Linked DNA regions of Mus musculus: region 1 is linked to region 2. The links are chromatin contacts, called in public HiChIP or PLAC-seq maps. All regions are on one chromosome and are shown on one strand. The core of a region is the stretch at or near the end of the contact, and the rest is flanking DNA. Distances in the headings are between cores, read along the strand shown. Region 1 overlaps Disp1 (dispatched RND transporter family member 1). Region 2 has its middle 11 kb from the start of Capn2.

Evidence for each region. HiChIP or PLAC-seq counts read pairs in DNA pulled down with a chosen protein or histone mark.
Region 1: an H3K27ac HiChIP or PLAC-seq map of the NIH/3T3 cell line shows a contact between it and region 2, with 2.8 times the contacts expected there. The contact joins two enhancer-like sites. A contact is called at or near these places in 6 of 39 promoter capture datasets (the 3T3-L1 cell line, embryonic stem cells, frontonasal cranial neural crest and 3 more) and 2 of 115 datasets of contacts at active chromatin or transcription factors (the NIH/3T3 cell line and bone marrow-derived macrophages).

Annotation. Positions count from the first base shown.
Region 1 is chr1:183,111,478-183,116,121 of GRCm38.p6, forward strand. The region is part of intron 4 of Disp1 (dispatched RND transporter family member 1); the gene reads right to left. Among named protein-coding and RNA genes, the nearest start is that of Gm33747, 48 kb to the left of the region's middle. Within about 2 kb of position 2,399, at least 83 of the 459 cell types and tissues checked have an H3K27ac peak or open chromatin away from gene starts, as enhancers often do. A contact at or near this core is called in the NIH/3T3 cell line, where this site is marked.
Region 2 is chr1:182,526,329-182,531,284 of GRCm38.p6, forward strand. No RefSeq gene overlaps it. Among named protein-coding and RNA genes, the nearest start is that of Capn2, 11 kb to the left of the region's middle. Within about 2 kb of position 2,098, at least 239 of the 459 cell types and tissues checked have an H3K27ac peak or open chromatin away from gene starts, as enhancers often do. A contact at or near this core is called in the NIH/3T3 cell line, where this site is marked.

The DNA.
Region 1 (4,644 bases), core at 1,149-3,648, 590 kb after region 2:
CAGGGGAACGCCAGGGCCAAAGGGGGGGAGTGGGTGGGTAGGGGAGTGGGGGTGGGTGGGTAAGGGGGACTTTTGGTATAGCATTGGAAATGTAAACGAGCTAAATACCTAATAAAAAAAAATAAAAATGATTATTACATAAAAAAAAAAAAAAAGAAGTCATAATTAGGAAGACAAGCCTACCTAGCTCCCATCGCTTTGGTAAGCACTAGTGTCACGTGCTGGGAGGGGAACCACGTATTTGGAGGAGAAAGCAGCTCCCGCACTCACTGCACAGCATTGCTGGGGCTGTGGGTTGCACACAGAGGGCTAGGTGAGCTGGCAGAGCCATCATGGGCGCAGCTCAGAAGCAGAGCATCCTTTCCATAACAATGCTCACTCCTGGAGAAGTCAAGAAACATCCATGTCCTTTAGATACATCTATGGGAGAATCCATGAGCCCATATTTCCAGATGTTAATTATATATTAAGTTTTATTTTAATAGTATTGGAATATAATTCACATACCACATATATACCCACTTAACACATGTATGTATATATATATATATATATATTTTAACATTTTCACAGAGCTGGGTAACCAAACCCACAACTACACGCTGACACTCAGAGACGGCGCCACAGGAACAGCATGGGCAGAGCCATCACTGAGCTCTGAGGAGAATGTACTCTATATACAGAGAGATTACAGCGCTGAGCAGGGACATCAACCAGTGCCATGTCACGCCTCAGGACACCCTGAAACCACACAAGTTAGGAGACGTTGCTATCCTTAGAGCAAAAAAAAAAAAAAAGGTCCAGAAAGCTACAATTCTGAACTACTTCATAGGAAGAATTCTCACAGAAATGGGATTTTACGGAATACATTTGGGCTGTAAAACACAGAAACATTTTTCCTCCCCCTCTCCATCACTTTCTGTTTCTAAGCTGAGAAACTGTTGGGGATGTCTGACCTTCACTCCCTGAGGAAGTGCAGGCTTCACTTTACTTTAGATATGCAGAAACTGCCAACATCAGCTGAAAAGAAAGACTGAGGTTACCACAAAGATGCTCCCTCCTAGAGAAACATTAGATTCTTTTGAAGTTTCTGTACTAACAGGCATGGCAAGCAGATGTTAGAAACATTCTCCCACGACACAGGTAAAACCTCTTGAAAGCGTCGCTCTTCAGGGCTGCTTTCTCTACCCCTCCTTCCTCAAGCTGATCCCGGGGAAAGTCTAACTTTGAGAGTGTCCCCTATGTCCATCAGAGCATCACATCTGCCCTTCAGTGTCCAGTGCTAATCAACAGCCAGGTTAAACAGACAGACAGACAGACAGACAGACACACACACACACACACACACACACACACACACACACACAATCTTTTGGAGGGTTAATTCACCTTTTGGTATCATGCCTGCTTCCAGACAGTCAAACCATTCAACTCAAGACACAACAGCCTTCAGCCGATTCAGTTAGACTTAGCCTTCTCCTTGCAGAGAAAAGAGGCCTCAGGACAGATAGCACTTGGACACTATGGGCACTATGGTGTGGTTCTTGACAGTTCCCTAGCCACAGACTCACTGCGTGCTAGTCTTTTCCTCAAGAAAGCATCAAACAGGCTTTTAAAAGCACTTGCAAACTAGAGTACCCATAAATAGTAACTGTCATCAGCACCTCAGCCAGGGAAGGGCAACAGTGCTAGAAAGCTCGGTTCCTGTCCTCTGATGGCCAGTGAGTGCCTGTGAACATACTACACACTCATGGTGCAACCAGTCAGTGGGGAGAGCAGGGAGGTGACTGGAGCTTTCAAAGAAGGTGGCAAGCAAAAGAAGTGGAGAAACAGCAAAGTTCACAGGAGACTAGGGCGAGGAAAGCAATGGCTTTAGGCTTGCTCCTCTTGATGTACTTTTCATACTTTTGGAAGAAGGAACCGTAGGACAAAGGAGTGAAGATACAATATGAAAACCCGCCTCCAGCTGGGTGTCTCTGGTAAGTGCAGAATGGCCACTGCAGGCAGCTCAGGGACAGCTCAGCCTTCTACATTCTAGCCAGCTCCCAGCAAGTGAGAAGACCAAACCTACAAAAGAGGGCTCTGGGTGTGTCTGAGCTCTACAGTAGGCTCCACAGCAAAGCCAGAAAGGCATCAAGCAGCACGGTGGGTCTCAGCAGTGGCACCACACAGTGCCGTGGCATCACTGTCAGGGGATACCCAGGAAGTGCTCGTGTGTCCCAGAAAGAATCTGAAATGAGGAGTCTGCACTTTGATGATCGCTCTTTCAAAGATTTCCAACAAAAACAAAACCATCCTTCGTCATTAAGTATTTGCATGAATCATCCCTGGCACACAGGCTCCATCTGAGCATGAAACAGATACCCGGAGACAAGCTAAGCCTGCACTCCAGAGCATTCCTCACGCACCACAGAGGAGTGTTTATGGTCTGTGTCAAGGGACTCGAGGGAAGACAGGAACCACAACCGTGTGTGTAGTGCATTTTCTGAATGCTTAAGAGATGCAGGCTAAAGATGTTGTCTATCTTGATATCAGAAGTAGCTGAACAGACGAGACACAAAATAAACCAAGAGGTGAGAAGAAAGTCAGAGTGGAGATTAACATTTGAGGAGCACCTGATAAACTGTATGCTTCCTAAACACTAAAAAAGTAAACTTAGCATATGCTTAATACATAAGAGGATAGTGAGATCAGAATAGTGAGATCAGAAGATATGTGGGAGGAGCAGGGGTTTATCCACACTTCATGAAAACGTCCCTGCATTACTCAAGACTTGGGGGCTAGCATGGGAGCGGCTTTCTGAAACTCACTGATCATTAACGACTCCTGTTAATGTAGTTCTTTTGGAAATCCATCAAGCATGGTTAAGTGATACAGACGACTCATGAGGAAACAGACAGAGCTCTTCCTTTAGCTTCTGTGACACTTGCTAATAGCTGAATATAAAAACTGACAGGGACCAGGGGTGGGACTCGGTGGCAGCACACTTGGTGAGGGTGTACAGACCCTGGAGTGATTCTCGGTACTGTGAAAGGGATGGCATAACTCCCACGGGCCCAATTGGCATGAGGCCTTTAGGACTGTAAGGAACCTCACGAGCCACTCATTCAAAGGAGAAAGAGGTCTCAAGCCGCTTAGTTACGAGCAGGAAAGCCGTGCCTAGAACCCACACCCAGCCCTGGAAAAGCAGCTGTACACTGAGGCCTCAGTGCTTGTTAGCTGAGAAAGGACAGAAGGCGGAGTGGGGAAAGCTGTCTCAGCAGCAACTGTTCCAGGCAGACAAGAGGGTGTGTGTGCAGGGTGCTCACTGAGGTCAGGGGTGAGTGCCAATCTAGCAGCAAGGATGATGCCTAAATGAATGGTGCTGTGCCCCATGCCATGAGACGCTGCAGAGAATACACACACACACACACACTGACATGGAAAGGGCTACATGGCAAAGCTAAGTGTCCAGCAAGTTATACATTGGTTATGTGAACCACGTACAAACGCACAGATGCATTTATGAAGAGGGAAGGGAACAAACCAAACTAGTTTATCATAGAGGACACAGGACGGATGGGAAGAGAATCAGGAAAGGCCACTACCTTGAATGGTTTCAGTTTTTTAAGACTACCATGTAGACTAAAAGAAGCAGCATTCTACCCCGATAAGAAGCTTTCAAAGAACTTAAAATAGATTGAATTTAAAAACTATTCTTAATCCTATTTAAGCCTAATATTTACTACACCTAAACTAAGTGTTACCAAGAGAGACAGGAGGCAAGGCATGGAAGCAGTGCTGCCCACTTCCTGCCCTGGGCATTCCTGAAGCAGCGTGCGTGCACACAGCCACCAAGAGCCTGAACGCGGAGGAGAGATCAAGAGATGGGAACAAGAAGCGGCTCAAGCTCCAAAAGCAAGAACTGCTCTGGTAGAAGCTGCTGCTATGGAGGAGCTGCTATGGAGGACTGAGCTGATAGGCCTGGGCAGGATAAACTTGAGACGAGGAACACTAAAGACAAGAAGCCCAACTTGGGAGGTGCTTCAGTGAGGGGGCTTGGTATAAAATGGTGACCAAAAAAAATGTACAAGAATTTAACTTCAACGACTTAGGAAGCCTCTCAAAAATCTTTGTAAACATGTAAATCAAGATCGCAAGTGTTAGGTGTTCTAACTGCATGTGTTATTACACAAAAAACAAATATTTAGGTTAAACAAAGGTTTACACTTGGTAGGACTACTGGATATGGGATGTGGGATATGGGATACTGGATATGGGATATGGGATGGTACACATTCAGTAAGTAGAAATGCCTCAAGCTATGTTCCCATGCTTGGCTTTAGACAAGAACTTGTTTCTGAGCTTCCTCGTGTGAAGTCAGTGGCAGTCTGGGTAATGACACAGTGTGGTCCAGAACACTGGTCTGGAGGTTGGGGTCAGCTTTGTGTTCTGGTGGCTTTTATTAAGCTGAACACAACAAATATATTTCATTAAGATAAGACACACAAGTACTGCTGCTTTCAGAATGTTATGGGTTATGTCCATAAAAACTCACTTTTATGTTTTCATTACAAACCACGCGTTCCTCAGATGAGATTTCGCATGGTGATTATACCTCAGTGAAAGCAAACACTGCCTTGTTTAAGTAAGCTCAGATCAATT
Region 2 (4,956 bases), core at 848-3,347:
GTGTGTATGTGGATCTGAAAAAGTTTCATATTCAATTTGCCTCTTGATGATCCACAACACTCTTTATATATTAAGGATTCGGGTAAGTTCTATTATGCTTAATTTCATGTACCGATTTGTGTCCTCTAGGCACACACACACACACACACACACACACACACACACACACAAAGGTAGAGGTTATGGTTGTCAACTTAATATACCTGGATTGAAGAACTGTTTCCATAAGAATGGGCGAGTCATGTTCTTGATTGTTAATTGATGTAGGAGGGCAGGCCCAGTGTACTGTGAGCACTTGCCACCCCTAGGCAAGTGGCCTAGGTTGTATGAGACAGGGAACAGAGAGCCAGAGGGAGCAAGCTAGTAAGCAGTGTTCCTCAGCTTCTGCTTCAAGTTCCTGCCTGGAGTTCCTATCTTGGCTTCCCTCTGTGATGGACTGTAACCTCTATACCAAACAGACCCTCACACATCCTAGGTTGCTGTGGGTTATGATTTGTATCCTAGCAACAGAGAGCAAACTGGAACAGAGGTGCAAGAGAGCTGGGCATGTGATTTACATCTGTAATCTCAACACTTGGGAGGTTGGGCAGGGGGCATTGCTTCAAGTGTGTGGCCAGCCTGAGCTATAGAGTAAGACACTGCTCAGAAAACTGAACAAGAAAAGATGCAGGAGGCTTTGGGGTACCAACTGTGAGGATACAGAGAACAGGAGGTAGGGAAGCCTTCTGAGCCCAAGGAAGCTCTTACAAGAACAAGGAAGAGAGAGAAAAATACCACAGGGCAAAGGACACAATGTAGCTCTGAGGAAACTCAGCCCGAGACTCCAGAACAATGAAGGCTTGGTGAAGATCTGCCTGGGCTGCAATGGCTGGTCCAGAACCTCTGTGTGCTGTCACTGATGGAGCAGCGTGGGGAGTCCATGCCTCCTTCTCAAAGGCTTAGCACATGTTCGTTCATTCATTAGTTCAGCTCGGGAGCCCAGGGAGCCGTGTTCTGCCATCATTGCCATTGGCGTCTAGAGATTCGTTTGCTTCCTTAGGACCATGCAGCCAGAGAATTGTGGCTCTGGATTGTGAAGGCGGGCTGCAGCTGGGAACTCTGACCCTGGATGTAGGACGTGGATTTACGTCAGTCCAAGGGAGAAGCTAACGCCCTGAACTCAATGTCAACGCACTGCGGACTGCAGGACTGGTGTCACTAGTCACTTCTGTGACTTCCAGACACTCTGCTCCTCTCCCTTCCCCTCCCAGCAGACCTCTTCTCTTCCTCTGTCCTGGATAGACTGCCTTAAGTAGCCCTCCCCCTCTTTCCCTGTGCTGTGTCTTCTCGTAGGACCTTTTGCCTTTTCTGTCTCAAAAGCCGCAGGTGTTTTTACTTGCCATCAGGGGTCACTTGTGAATTCATCTAGGATTTGGGATAAAATAACCAGGATGCTTCCGCTGGTAGAGACTTCCACCCTTCCTGTCCCCTCCTCCTGTTCTTTCTTTCTCCCTCTCCCTTTCTCCTTCCTTTTCCCTTTATACACCCAAGGAGGTACGGACTTGGGGTTGTCCGTTCACTAAAACATTAGCTTGGTCTCTGAGGCACGGCTAGAGGAGGTTCCGTGGTGCCCCTTCATCCTCCCGTAGGATCTGAAGTCCTGGGGAGTCGTTCCTTGCACCCAGCCCTTCTAGAGAGGGAGCCTGTGAGCAACAGCGCTGCTCATCCGGGGCTGTTTGAGGCTCTGCCCATCAGCACTTAGGAGAGAAGAGGGAAACCCTGCCTGGGGCCAAAAAAGGGCATAATCTGCGGGGAACCTCAGAGCTGAGCCTGGGGCTGAGTCACACTCAGTTATGTGTCTCCACAGCTGCTGACTCAGAGCACAGGTTCCTTAGTTTTCACAAGAGAGGTTCTGAGGGGGCTGGAGGCAGGACCTTCCCGCTCATCTAGTCCACTATCTGTGGATGGGCAGCTGAAGGCTGGTGGTCCAGCCCTTTTAGGAGGGCTTGGTGTCAGCTGGGGATGGGGCTATCAGGCTCCCCTGAGACAGTTCACTGGGCCTCTGCTCTTTGGGCTGTGCCCAGTCTGAATGGACTGAGGGTGTGGTTGAAGTCCAGCCCTGAGCAGGTTCTGCAGGGAGGCCTCGGCCTCCTGACTCACGACCAAAAGGGAGTGCCTAGAGCAGACTCGGCACTAATTAAAATGCAAATCACACCAGGAGGGGAGCTTTCTGATTTCCCTCCTGAGGTGTGAGCCCATAAACCGGAAGGAATTCTGTTCAATGTTTAATTATTTTTATTTATGTATGGGGAGGGCTGCAAGTCTCTCTCACAGGGACCAGAGGAGGACAGAGGGTGTCTCCTTGTACCACTTTCTGCCTTGTTCCTCTTTTGTTGAACCTGGAACTCCCTCGCTTTTGTCAGCTAGCCAGCCACGCCCCAAAACCTAGCGATTCCCCAGTCTCCACCCACCTCAGTGCAGCGGTTACCGGTGCGTGCAGGACCACTCCCAGGTTTTAGGTGGGCCTTGGAGTCCGAACTGCGGTCCTCAGCTTGTACAGTAATCCTGCGCCATAAGCACTTAACAACCCAGCCACCTCTTCAGCCCCATTAGCTCTTTTTAAATGTCCCCTGGTGCCACAAATATCTGCCGGACTGTCCACTAGTCTGTGGGTTCCTCTGCTCTCTCCTTTTTCTTTTTTTGGAATTAACTATTTATTATTATGCATTAGTTGTACAAAACAATTGATAACATTGAGACATTCTCACATATTTACATAAAGGACTTTGATAACAGTGTCCCACTCCACCTCCACCTCTGCTTCTCTTGTGTCTTTTCCTCCCTGCTCCCCCACTTCTTGTCCCTTATTTTTCAACCTGGGTTCCTCCTGCTTTCTATCATCATCATCATCATTATTCTGGTTCTGAGGCTGAGTATAGTGGCACTTGTCTGTAATCTTGGCACTCCAGAGGAGAAACAGATCAGAAAAAAATGTGTGTGTGTGTGTGTGTGTGTGTGTGTGTGTGTGTGTGAGAGAGAGAGAGAGAGAGAGAGAGAGAGAGAGAGAGAGAGAGAGAGTTCACTCTTTGTGGCTGGGTAATACTCCACGGTGTAAAGGTAGCACATTTTCTTTGTTCACTCATCCTCTGAGGGACTGCCTCCCAGGCTGCCTCCCGACCTGGCTGCTGTGATTGGTGCATCATAAGCAAAGGGTGCAGCTCTCTATTGTAAGCTGACTTATATCCCTGGGTTTGATGCAGATAGATCTTATAATCGTTCTTTTTTTTTTCTTTTTTTGAGGGACTGCAACACATATTCTCGTAATTTACATTCCTTCAGCAGCCTATCATATCTTCTCTTGATGATACTCATTCTAATCACAGTGAGATGAATTCTGTGTAAATACCCTGATGGTTTAGGGTGCCAATGTGTTTGCATGTTTATTGTCTATTTCACTTCATCTCTGGGGACTGTCTATTCATTTAATTTGTCCACTTAATAATTGAATTTTGTATTTGTGTGTGTGTGTGTGTTCCTTATAGATTCTGGATATGAGTTCTCTATCAGATGTATAGGTGACAACTCTCTCCCATCCTGTAGGCTCTCTTCACTAAGTTAATTGGTTCCTTTGCTGTCCAGAAACCTTTTAAGTCGATTCAACCCCATTTGACAATTCTTGCTATTTCTTCCTGAGCTAGCAGAGTGAGTCCTTTTCAGAAAACTCTTGCTTGTACCTGACTCTTCAAGCATCCCTTGCCCCATGGTTTCAAGCTATTTTTATATTTTACATTAGGGTCTTTTTGGTATATTTTAAATTAATTTTTTTTTGTGCAGGGTGAGAGATAGTTTTATTATTCCACAGTAGATACCCAGTTTCTCCATTTGTGCAGGGACTATCATTTCTCCAACTTACACTCTTGCTACAATCATCAAAGATTAAGTGATTCTAGATTCCAATAGTTGACTGCCAGGATTAACCAGTGTAGCATCCCTTCATGATAAGACTCTTGAGGGAGCAGAAAGGACACAGTGTGACATAATAAAGGCAGTATGCATGGCAAATTCATAGCCAATATCATGTCAAAGAAGGAACAACTTATAAAATCAGAATGAGACAAAGTTTCCATTCTCTGCTCCTAAACCATCTTAACTAGAGTGGTAAGGCAGGAGAAAGGGATAAGAGATACACATTGAAAAGGAAGAAGACAAAGTATCAGTGTGTAGACAACAGAATACTTAAACATTATTTATACTCTCCATGGAAACACATTTCTGTGTGTACCTGTAAGGGTGTTTCCAGAAAGGTTTAACTGAGTACAGAGGTTCACCTTGAACATGAATGACACTATCCCATAGGCTGGTGTGCTAGGATGAATAAAGAGGAGAAAATTAGCTGAGTACCAGCATTTATCTCTCATTGCTTCTTGATTCCAGATGCAGTGTGACCTGCTGTGATGCCTCATGCTCTTGTTGCCATGACTTTCCAGTTGTGATGGACTGTATCCTTGAACTCTGAACCCAGACAAACCTGTTCCTCTTCGTTCCTCTTTAAGTTGCTTTTATCGGGGATTTGATCTCAACAGCAGAAGTAACCAATACAGACACTGAACGTCATCATGTAGTCCTTCTCTGCATACATTGGGATGGCCGTGCGATTTCTGCCCTTACCTGTGCTTTATTACATTTATTGATTTGTGTAGAATCATTCTTGCATCCTTGGAATGACTCTACCTTGGTCACAGTGTATGATCATCTTAATTGCTATTAAATACAAGTATTTTCTTGAGGATTTTTGTATTCTTGTTCAACAAAGGTGTTGGCCTGTAGTTTTCTTTTGCATTGTATTTTTATCTGATTTTGGCTTCAGGGTAATGCTGAGTTTGGTACTGTCTCTTCCTACTCTGTTTTATGGGATGAGAAACATTATTTATACTCTCCATGGAAACACATTTCTGTGTGTAAGGTACGTTGTAAGGT